2 separate regions of the Mus musculus genome follow, and region 2 is linked to region 1. The links are chromatin contacts, called in public HiChIP or PLAC-seq maps. All regions are on one chromosome and are shown on one strand. The core of a region is the stretch at or near the end of the contact, and the rest is flanking DNA. Distances in the headings are between cores, read along the strand shown. Region 1 overlaps Fryl (FRY like transcription coactivator). Region 2 has its middle 4.7 kb from the start of Cwh43.

Region 1 (3,904 bases), core at 509-3,008:
ATATAAAAATATGTCCAACCACACGGGATCTTAATATCAACTTACACTTATTTAGTTACGGAAGAGGTCATGACTAATGTCAACCATTTCTTAAAGGCATTTAAGGTTGTAGACGGAATATAAATAGCTCATTACAAAGGCAATATCAAGACGGAGTCAAAAGAAGTCATTCCTAAGGGTAGGAATGGGAGTAATATAAGAAAAAAGGGCTATGCCTTGAAAATAAAATGTGTCAACAGCCCACCAGGTCCGCGAAGTTATGATGAGCAAGGGGGATGGTATGTGGCTAAGAAGTGAGGTATCACAGTTTATCTCAGCTCTGGTCTTCACTATAAGCCAGCCTTCAACTGACAGAAACTAAAGAGACATCCGTTGTAGTGCGGCATAGGTTTTAGGAGCAAATAACACTAGTTATTTACACTGCCTTTATTTAAACCCATGACTGTCTAGATAGCTCGCGCCAAATCGGTGTGACTCAGGACATACGTGCCTTGTGCAGGGGAGAGAACAATGGGACCTTGCTAATTAAATTCAAGGGATTATTTTTCCCTTTATAGAGGTTTCTAAATTTACAACACGCCTTGTGTGGTTGTCTGCTATCTGGCTTCCCTTACTTTTGAGTAAGGAAGAGTTAGACACTGTAATTCCAAACCAACATATTCTAGATTCTTTCTGGCCATGGAAGTAAATTAATTTAAGATGGCAGCTGCAGGGAGAGGAGGGAAAGGAGGTAGCAATTAAACTGCCATTCACTGCTCCGAGGCTGGCTCCTTCCAGCCCCAGCATCCCTCGCCTTGAGCCTGTCAGGTGTGGCTTCATTCCTGGGGGAGGTGAGAGGGGTGATGTCAGAAATTTATCTTGCAGGATCATCTTCCGGAAAGATGTAGGTCAAGGGAGGCTGAGGTGGGACCAGTGAGGATGGATTTGACAGTAGCTGCTCACTGCTGTAAGGACGAACACTGTGGGTTAGCACTTCAGGTTCCTAGTAGGATGCCAGTTTTCTAATTCTGCACTGTTTATATTTTATCTATTGTATTTTGGAGACGGAGGTCTCAGTATATAACACAGTCTCCCCTCCAATTCTCAATTCTTCCTGCCTCTGACTCTTGAGCGCTGGGAGCCCACACAAGGTAAAGGTAAAGGACCAACTCCAATCCAAAGACGACCTCTGAACTTTACACTTGTGCCATGGCATGTGTCCCCCACCCATCATACACATGCACATATGGTAAGAAGAAATTAAAGTTTCTTTTTTAATTAAAAAAAAATTAAGCGAGAGCTGAGCCTTTTAGCACAAACATCAAACTGCAGGTACTTAAGAGACTGAGGCAGGAGGATTCCCAGGTTCAGGCCTGCCTGGCATACAGAGGGAAATCAAGGTCGACCTTGAGAGCATAGTGAGACCTTATTTCAAAATGAAGCATACACGTGTGCCTATACATAATGCAGCAGGATCCGCAGCTATGGAGGAGTCCTTGCCTAACATGCACAAACCTTTAGGTTCAACTCAGTGCCACAAACCAGCAATAAAGAGGCTGAGTGGGGAGAGAGAGAAGTTATGGAAAGTAGTTTCAAGCGAGCCCCTCGACTCCTCATAGTCGGGAGACAAATGCCACCGTCTCCGGGGTCCCAGCACCTGAGGGAGGCGCAAGGCTGTCTGGGAAGTGCCAGGTGTTCTCGCCCAGGGCTGGAACGAGCCACAGTGCTGCAGCAATCTGGTCACTATTTACACAAGATGGTGACTGCCCAGCAACCAGCAAACAAACCAGTCACTGTGTTTGGTTTTCCACTAGGGTGTGGCTGGCCAACTGTGGCTCTGGGCAGGCTCCAGGCAGATGCCCAGTCATGTTCAGTCCTGCAATATGGTCTGGCTGCTTCTGTAATGCCACAGTGGGAATGCAGACATGACACACACTGAGGCAGTGGGTCTCAACCTTCTTAATACTATTATTACCCTTTAATACAGCTCCTCATATGGTAGCGACCCCCCAACCACTGCCACTTCACAAAGTGTGATTATGCTAGTTATGAATTGTAATGTAAATACCTGTGTTTTCTGATGGTCTCAGGTCACCCCTGTGAAAGGGTTTTTCGACACCCGGTACCCCCAAAGGTTGAGAACCTCCGGATTATAGCACAATCAGCAAAACCACGAAATATTTACTGTCTGGTCTTCCATGGAGAAGCTGACCCCCTAACTGCATGGTCCCCAGGGGCACCCACACAGCAGAGCCTCAGCAGGCTTAGAATTAGGCTGGGAGACTTCACTTAAGTGTGGTTGCCATGGTATTTATCTACTTTATAGAGCTAATGGAGGAAGAAGAGGAGAAAACGCTTGGAGGCACCGGGCTCTCCTGCAGCAGAAAAAGCTAACTGGGCCGTGGTCACTACTCAGGATGCTGAAACCTCACTGAGCACCACGTAAGGGATGTTTGTCACGTAAACCCAGTGAACTGACAGTGAACTGGGAAATGGGGCTGAGAGGGGGACTTGGGAGGAAGTTAGAAGTTAAAAATTTGAGAGGGGGTTAATAAAAGATGAGAACGAAGAGAGCAAATCAGATGGCTCGAAGCTGTGCCTGCTGTGACCACAGAGAGTCAGGAATAATGCCACTCACCTTGCTAACAGCTCAATGAGGTCCGTTCTGCTCATACCATCGGGAATCAACCTTGGAATTGCAGCAATGCAGGTTCTAAACAAATCGATTTTGGGTTTTCTTTCCCCCCTGAAAAATGTATCACAACAAACAGAAAACAGAATAAGAAGCGTATCATGTGGGGTAGAAAGATCCATTTTACAAAAATGTTACAGAAGGCGGGAGCACAGTTCTAAGGTCCAATAAAAAAAGGGGGCACAAGCTGGAGAGATGGCTCAGTGGTTAAGAGAACTGACTGCTCTTCCAGAGGTCCTGAGTTCAAATCCCAGCAACCACATGAAGGCTCACAACCATCTGTAATGAGATCTGATGCCCTTTTCTGGTGTGTCTGAAGACAGCTACAGTGTACTTACATATAATAAATAAATAGATAGATAGATAGATAGATAGATAGATAGATAGATAGATAGATAAATCTTTAAAAAAAGGAGGGGCACAAGCAAATACACACACAGACCTAGCAGCTAGCTACCATCCATAAACAACGGAAAGGACGGAGACCATTCAGGAAGATGAGGGCTAGTAACTGACCTCACTAATTAGGAAACATGTATAATAACTTTATAATTTTAAATACTTAAAAAGTTCTATCCACTTTTATATTTAAAAAGAACTTAGTTATTCACAAACACCACTAAATACCAGTTACTATCAGGAATAGCTGTGTGATGGTGAATGTGGCTTGCTAACTTCATAGGCCCTAGCATCAATCACACAGGGTGCAAACCTCTGGCCACGCCTTGAGGGGTTCCCTACACTGGATCGAGGTAGGAAGTCCCATTGTGAAGGTAGGAGACATTATTCCAGGGTCTGGTCGATATCAAAGAGAGAAAGCTAGCAGAGCCGAAACATTCATTGCTCTCTGTGTCGTGAGCACGACGTGACTGACTGACTGCCTCAAGGCCCCGCCGCCATGACCTCGCTCCACACAAGGATGGAGCTACGGACTCAAATCAATCTTTCTTCCTCGAGCTGTTGTGGTTCAGGTATTTTGTCACATGGCAATAAGTAAGTAGTAAAAATAGTGTTGATGCTAAAAATATCTGAAATGGTAAGAGTTTTACAGTCAGATGTTCTTATAGATGAGGGTGCATATTGACTGTTCTTGTGATACACACCTGTATCTGTTTAGATTTTATACAATTACAATGCACTGATGCTTTAAGACTTAGTCCCTCCTGAGAGACAGCTGTTTAATACAATTTAATTTTATTACATATGTGTCTACGATGGGGGGCGGGGAGGCGA
Region 2 (3,904 bases), core at 860-3,359, 300 kb after region 1:
GAGGAGGTGGAGGTGGAGGAGGTGGTGGAGGTGGAGCAGATGGAGGAGGAGGTGGAGGAGGTGGAGGTGGAGGTGGAGGAGGTGGTGGAGGTGGAGATGGAGGTGATGGAGGAGGTGGAGGAGGAGGTGGTGGAGGAGGTGGAGGTGGATGGTTCTTCTCAGCACACCTCTTTAAGGAAGAGCTTTTCTTATTCTCACCAGGAGATCAGATCTTTATCACAACAGGCAGTGTTAGGTAATGCCAGAGATCCTCGTTTTACGATAAAACGAAAAACAGTCTCATCGTGTTCTGACTGAACTCCGCGTGGTCATGCTCTATAAAACGAGGGGACAGAGGGGACGAGGAAGCAGCTGGCACGACTGTGAGGGACTTCATTCATTTCCAGGTAATGTAAGAATGTCAATGACAGCTTCAGGGTGGAAAAGAGATCCCACCAAAAAAGTGAGGTGCTAAGGCCTTTGGAATTTAAATATGAGCCAAACCTATTATAAATATGAAAATGGAGGTAGTAGTTGCAATGGCAAGCTGACATCATTGCATGCACACTGTGCAGGCGAGGCTGAGCATGGCTTTATCAGTATCCAAATAACTCATATCCTGTGTGTTGGGTGTAAACATTTTATAATCTCTGTAATTAAAAAGCAATAAGATTGGTGGAGAGCCAGGTAATTAAAACTTCCTATGAGCCCTCTATTGATCATATGATTTCCTAGTAAGGAAATTAGAAGCAGCTTCATAATTAACTCGCTATGGATACATTAACTCAACTCCACATTAAAGGGGCACAGGAGAGCCTCAGGAGCCTCGGGGAACTTTCCCACTGTGCCATGCAGGACCAGACTGGAAACGCAGAACAGTCTAGAGTGGGATGCTGCTCTCTCTGGAGACTGATGGGGGCCGATGATGAAACCCTTCCTTGTATGCCGAGTGCTGGTGTGGAATCTGTAGTTGGGAGAATGCCAACGAGATTACAGAAAGCCTCAAGAAGGCAATTAAAATACTCTCAGGACAGAGCTGTCACTGTTAAGTTGCCAGCCTTGTCTCTAAGACCTCCCCTGCACTAGGCCAAACATCATGGCAGCTTAACAAAAGACCTCCCCCTCCACCCCCCCCAGTATTGTGAGTTCTGTGAACACCACAACCGGCACCACACTGAAGGCCTTAGCTTTTTATCTATTTAAACCTCAAAATAAGTCTCTATAAAGTAGACTTTTGTAGCAGAGATGGATAGCTGCTCACCAAGATCTCCCGTCATCGAAGGACTGCATTTTCCAGACACACCTATGGTGAGCTGCAGTCAGAGTGCTAAAGAAAATGAAGTAAGACAGAAGGCCAATTGCAACAAAAGCAAGTTAGATACTGAAAAAGAAACTAACTTTATAATGGACTAGCAAAGCACTGCACAGACACACACTCTCAATTAGACCTGTGTGGTTTTTGTTTCCAGCATATGAAAACTGCTCTTCCGTTGTCAACTGGACTGGACTCAAGAGCCACCCAGGAAAGTTTACCTCAAGGAGTGTCCACGAGGGTGTTTCCGAGGTTTAAATGGGGAGGGAAGACTCACCCTAAATGTGGGCGGCACTGTCCCCTGGGCTCTACTCCTTTTTTTTAGATTTATTTATTATTATACATAAGTCCACTGTAGTTGTCTTCAGATGCACCAGAAGAAGGCATCAGATCTCATGGATGGTTGTGAGCCACCATGTGGTTGCTGGGATTTGAACTCAGGACCTTCGGAAGAGCAGTCGGTGCTCTTACCACAGTGAGCCATCTCACCAGCCCTGGGGCTCTACTCTTGGACTGAATAGAAAGGAGAAAGGGAGGAAGGTGCCCTTTTGTTTCTTTCTGCTTCCCGACTGTGCATGCAGTATAGCAGGAAGACCTTCCCTGTTGCCAGACCTCTCCTGCCGTCGTGGACTGTACCCTTAACTTCAGATTATCAGCCCTAGTAAACCTTTCCTTCCTTTCTTCAGTTGCTTTTGCCAGGTACAGTGAGAAGTGCAATCAATCCAGAGAGAAACAGGGAGGCACCCAGGCAGGAGAGTGCAGGGTCTGATGTCTTTTCTTCATTTGCTGGCGTTCAGACTGCAGCCTCGCCCAAAACACTTGAAAGTGTTTTGGAGATCCTCACCCTATGTGATTCATGAACTTAGCATCCCGTGGGCAGGGAAGTGCTGCCAGCACACTGACAGTCGGGAAGTTGCCAGTCACAAGTTAATTTTAGAAGTGTCATCTACTCTATGAGAAACTGGATTCACCAACCCACTTCCTTCTCCACCTATATGAACCCCCCCCCCCGTAACCTCTAAGCCACTCTCAGTCACTTTCAATTTGCCTACTCAGAATATTTCTCGTAAACAGGATTGTACAATTTTTTTTTTAATGACTGGCTCCTTTCTCTTAACACAGTGTCTAGAGTGAACTGTGCCATCGTATGTAGCAATACCTTTTCATTGCTGAATGCTGTTCTATTGAATGTAAATAACACTATAATCAGGGCTTATGCATTTGGACTGCTTCTCTTTAGGGCTGTTAGAAGCACTGCTGCTTCAAGCATCTGTGCATGGGGTTTGTACATTGCCCGCCCCCCCCATACCTATACCTTGGAGTGCAATGGTTGGCTCATACAGTACCTCTGTATTTAACTCTTTGAGGAACCGATAGAACGTTTTCCAACATAGCTGCACCACGTTCTGCCCCCTCCAGCACAGTCTTCACATCCTTGTCAACATGTTAGCATCCGATTTTTTAAAAAATAAAAAAATCAGAATTCCATAGTGAGTGTGAAGTGAATTTCTCCTATGTAATTATCTTTAACATTGATGTTCACTGAGCTGCTGTGTATCTTTCTGGTGATGGTGGTGGTGGTGGTGGTGGTGGTGGTGGAATTTCTTTCATTTCTTTTGTTTATCTTAAACATTAGTTGTTGTTGTTTTAACTTTTGCCTTCTAAAGGCTCATATTACTCAGTTTGGCTTTGGACTCGCTACATAGCTGAGAATGACCTTGAAATCCTTGTCCTTCTGCCTCTCCTCCCAAGTGCAGGGATTACAAATGCGTGCTACCACAACCTGCTAATACTTTTAAAATACAGGCAGTACACCAGGAGTCTCATCATATTCAATTGAGGTAAAAGTTGCCATTAAGTTTATCTTCTCAAAGGGCGAAGTCAAATGGCTTTGTGTATTTATTATGTATCTGGCAGCACAGCTAAACTCCAAAATATTTTCTTTTTTCTTTTTTTTTTAAAGATTTATTTATTTATTATTATATGTAAGTACACTGTAGCTGTCTTCAGACACACCAGAAGAGGGAGTCAGATCTTGTTACGGATGGTTGTGAGCCACCATGTGGTTGCTGGGATTTGAACTCTGGACCTTCAGAAGAGCAGTCGGGTGCTCTTACCCACTGAGACATCTCACCAGCCCCCTCCAAAATATTTTCATCACCCCTGTCTTAGGGTTTCCATTGCTGTGAACAGACACCGTGACCAAGGCAAGTCTTACAAAGGACAATATTTAATTGGGGCTGGCTTACAGGTTCAGAGGTTCAGTCCATTATCATCATGGCAGGAAGCATGGCAGTGTCCAGGCAGGCATGGCGCTGGAGGAGGTGCGAATTCTACATTTTGTTCCGAAGGCAACCAGAAGACTGGCATCCTCAGGCAGCTAGGAGGAAGACCTCTTCCGAAATGGGTGGAGCCTGAGCATAGGAGGAGACCTCCAGAGCCCACCTCCACAGTGACAGACACACCTCCTCCAACAAGGCCACACCTCCTAACAGTACCATTCCCTATGGGCCAAGCATATTCAAATTACCACACTCCCTAAAAGAAAAGCCTCACCTATTGAGCAGTTACTTCCTGGTCTCCCCCTTTCCCAGTTACCACCACAGTACTTTC

What was found. HiChIP or PLAC-seq counts read pairs in DNA pulled down with a chosen protein or histone mark.
Region 2: a contact with region 1 is called in a FOXA1 HiChIP or PLAC-seq map of pancreatic cancer cells. The contact joins two enhancer-like sites. A contact is called at or near these places in 10 of 39 promoter capture datasets (3T3-L1-derived adipocytes, the C10 cell line, the HPC-7 cell line and 6 more), 3 of 115 datasets of contacts at active chromatin or transcription factors (embryonic basal ganglia, pancreatic cancer cells and stem cell-derived neural progenitor cells) and 3 of 9 other capture datasets (adipose tissue, embryonic stem cells and macrophages).

Annotation. Positions count from the first base shown.
Region 1 is chr5:73,102,058-73,105,961 of GRCm38.p6, forward strand. It overlaps Fryl (FRY like transcription coactivator), which reads right to left. Exons shown (of 63, transcript NM_028194.2): 19 at 2,618-2,725. Among named protein-coding and RNA genes, the nearest start is that of 1700071G01Rik, 53 kb to the right of the region's middle. Within about 2 kb of position 1,759, at least 33 of the 459 cell types and tissues checked have an H3K27ac peak or open chromatin away from gene starts, as enhancers often do. A contact at or near this core is called in pancreatic cancer cells, where this site is marked.
Region 2 is chr5:73,399,387-73,403,290 of GRCm38.p6, forward strand. No RefSeq gene overlaps it. Among named protein-coding and RNA genes, the nearest start is that of Cwh43, 4.7 kb to the right of the region's middle. Within about 2 kb of position 2,110, at least 73 of the 459 cell types and tissues checked have an H3K27ac peak or open chromatin away from gene starts, as enhancers often do. A contact at or near this core is called in pancreatic cancer cells, where this site is marked.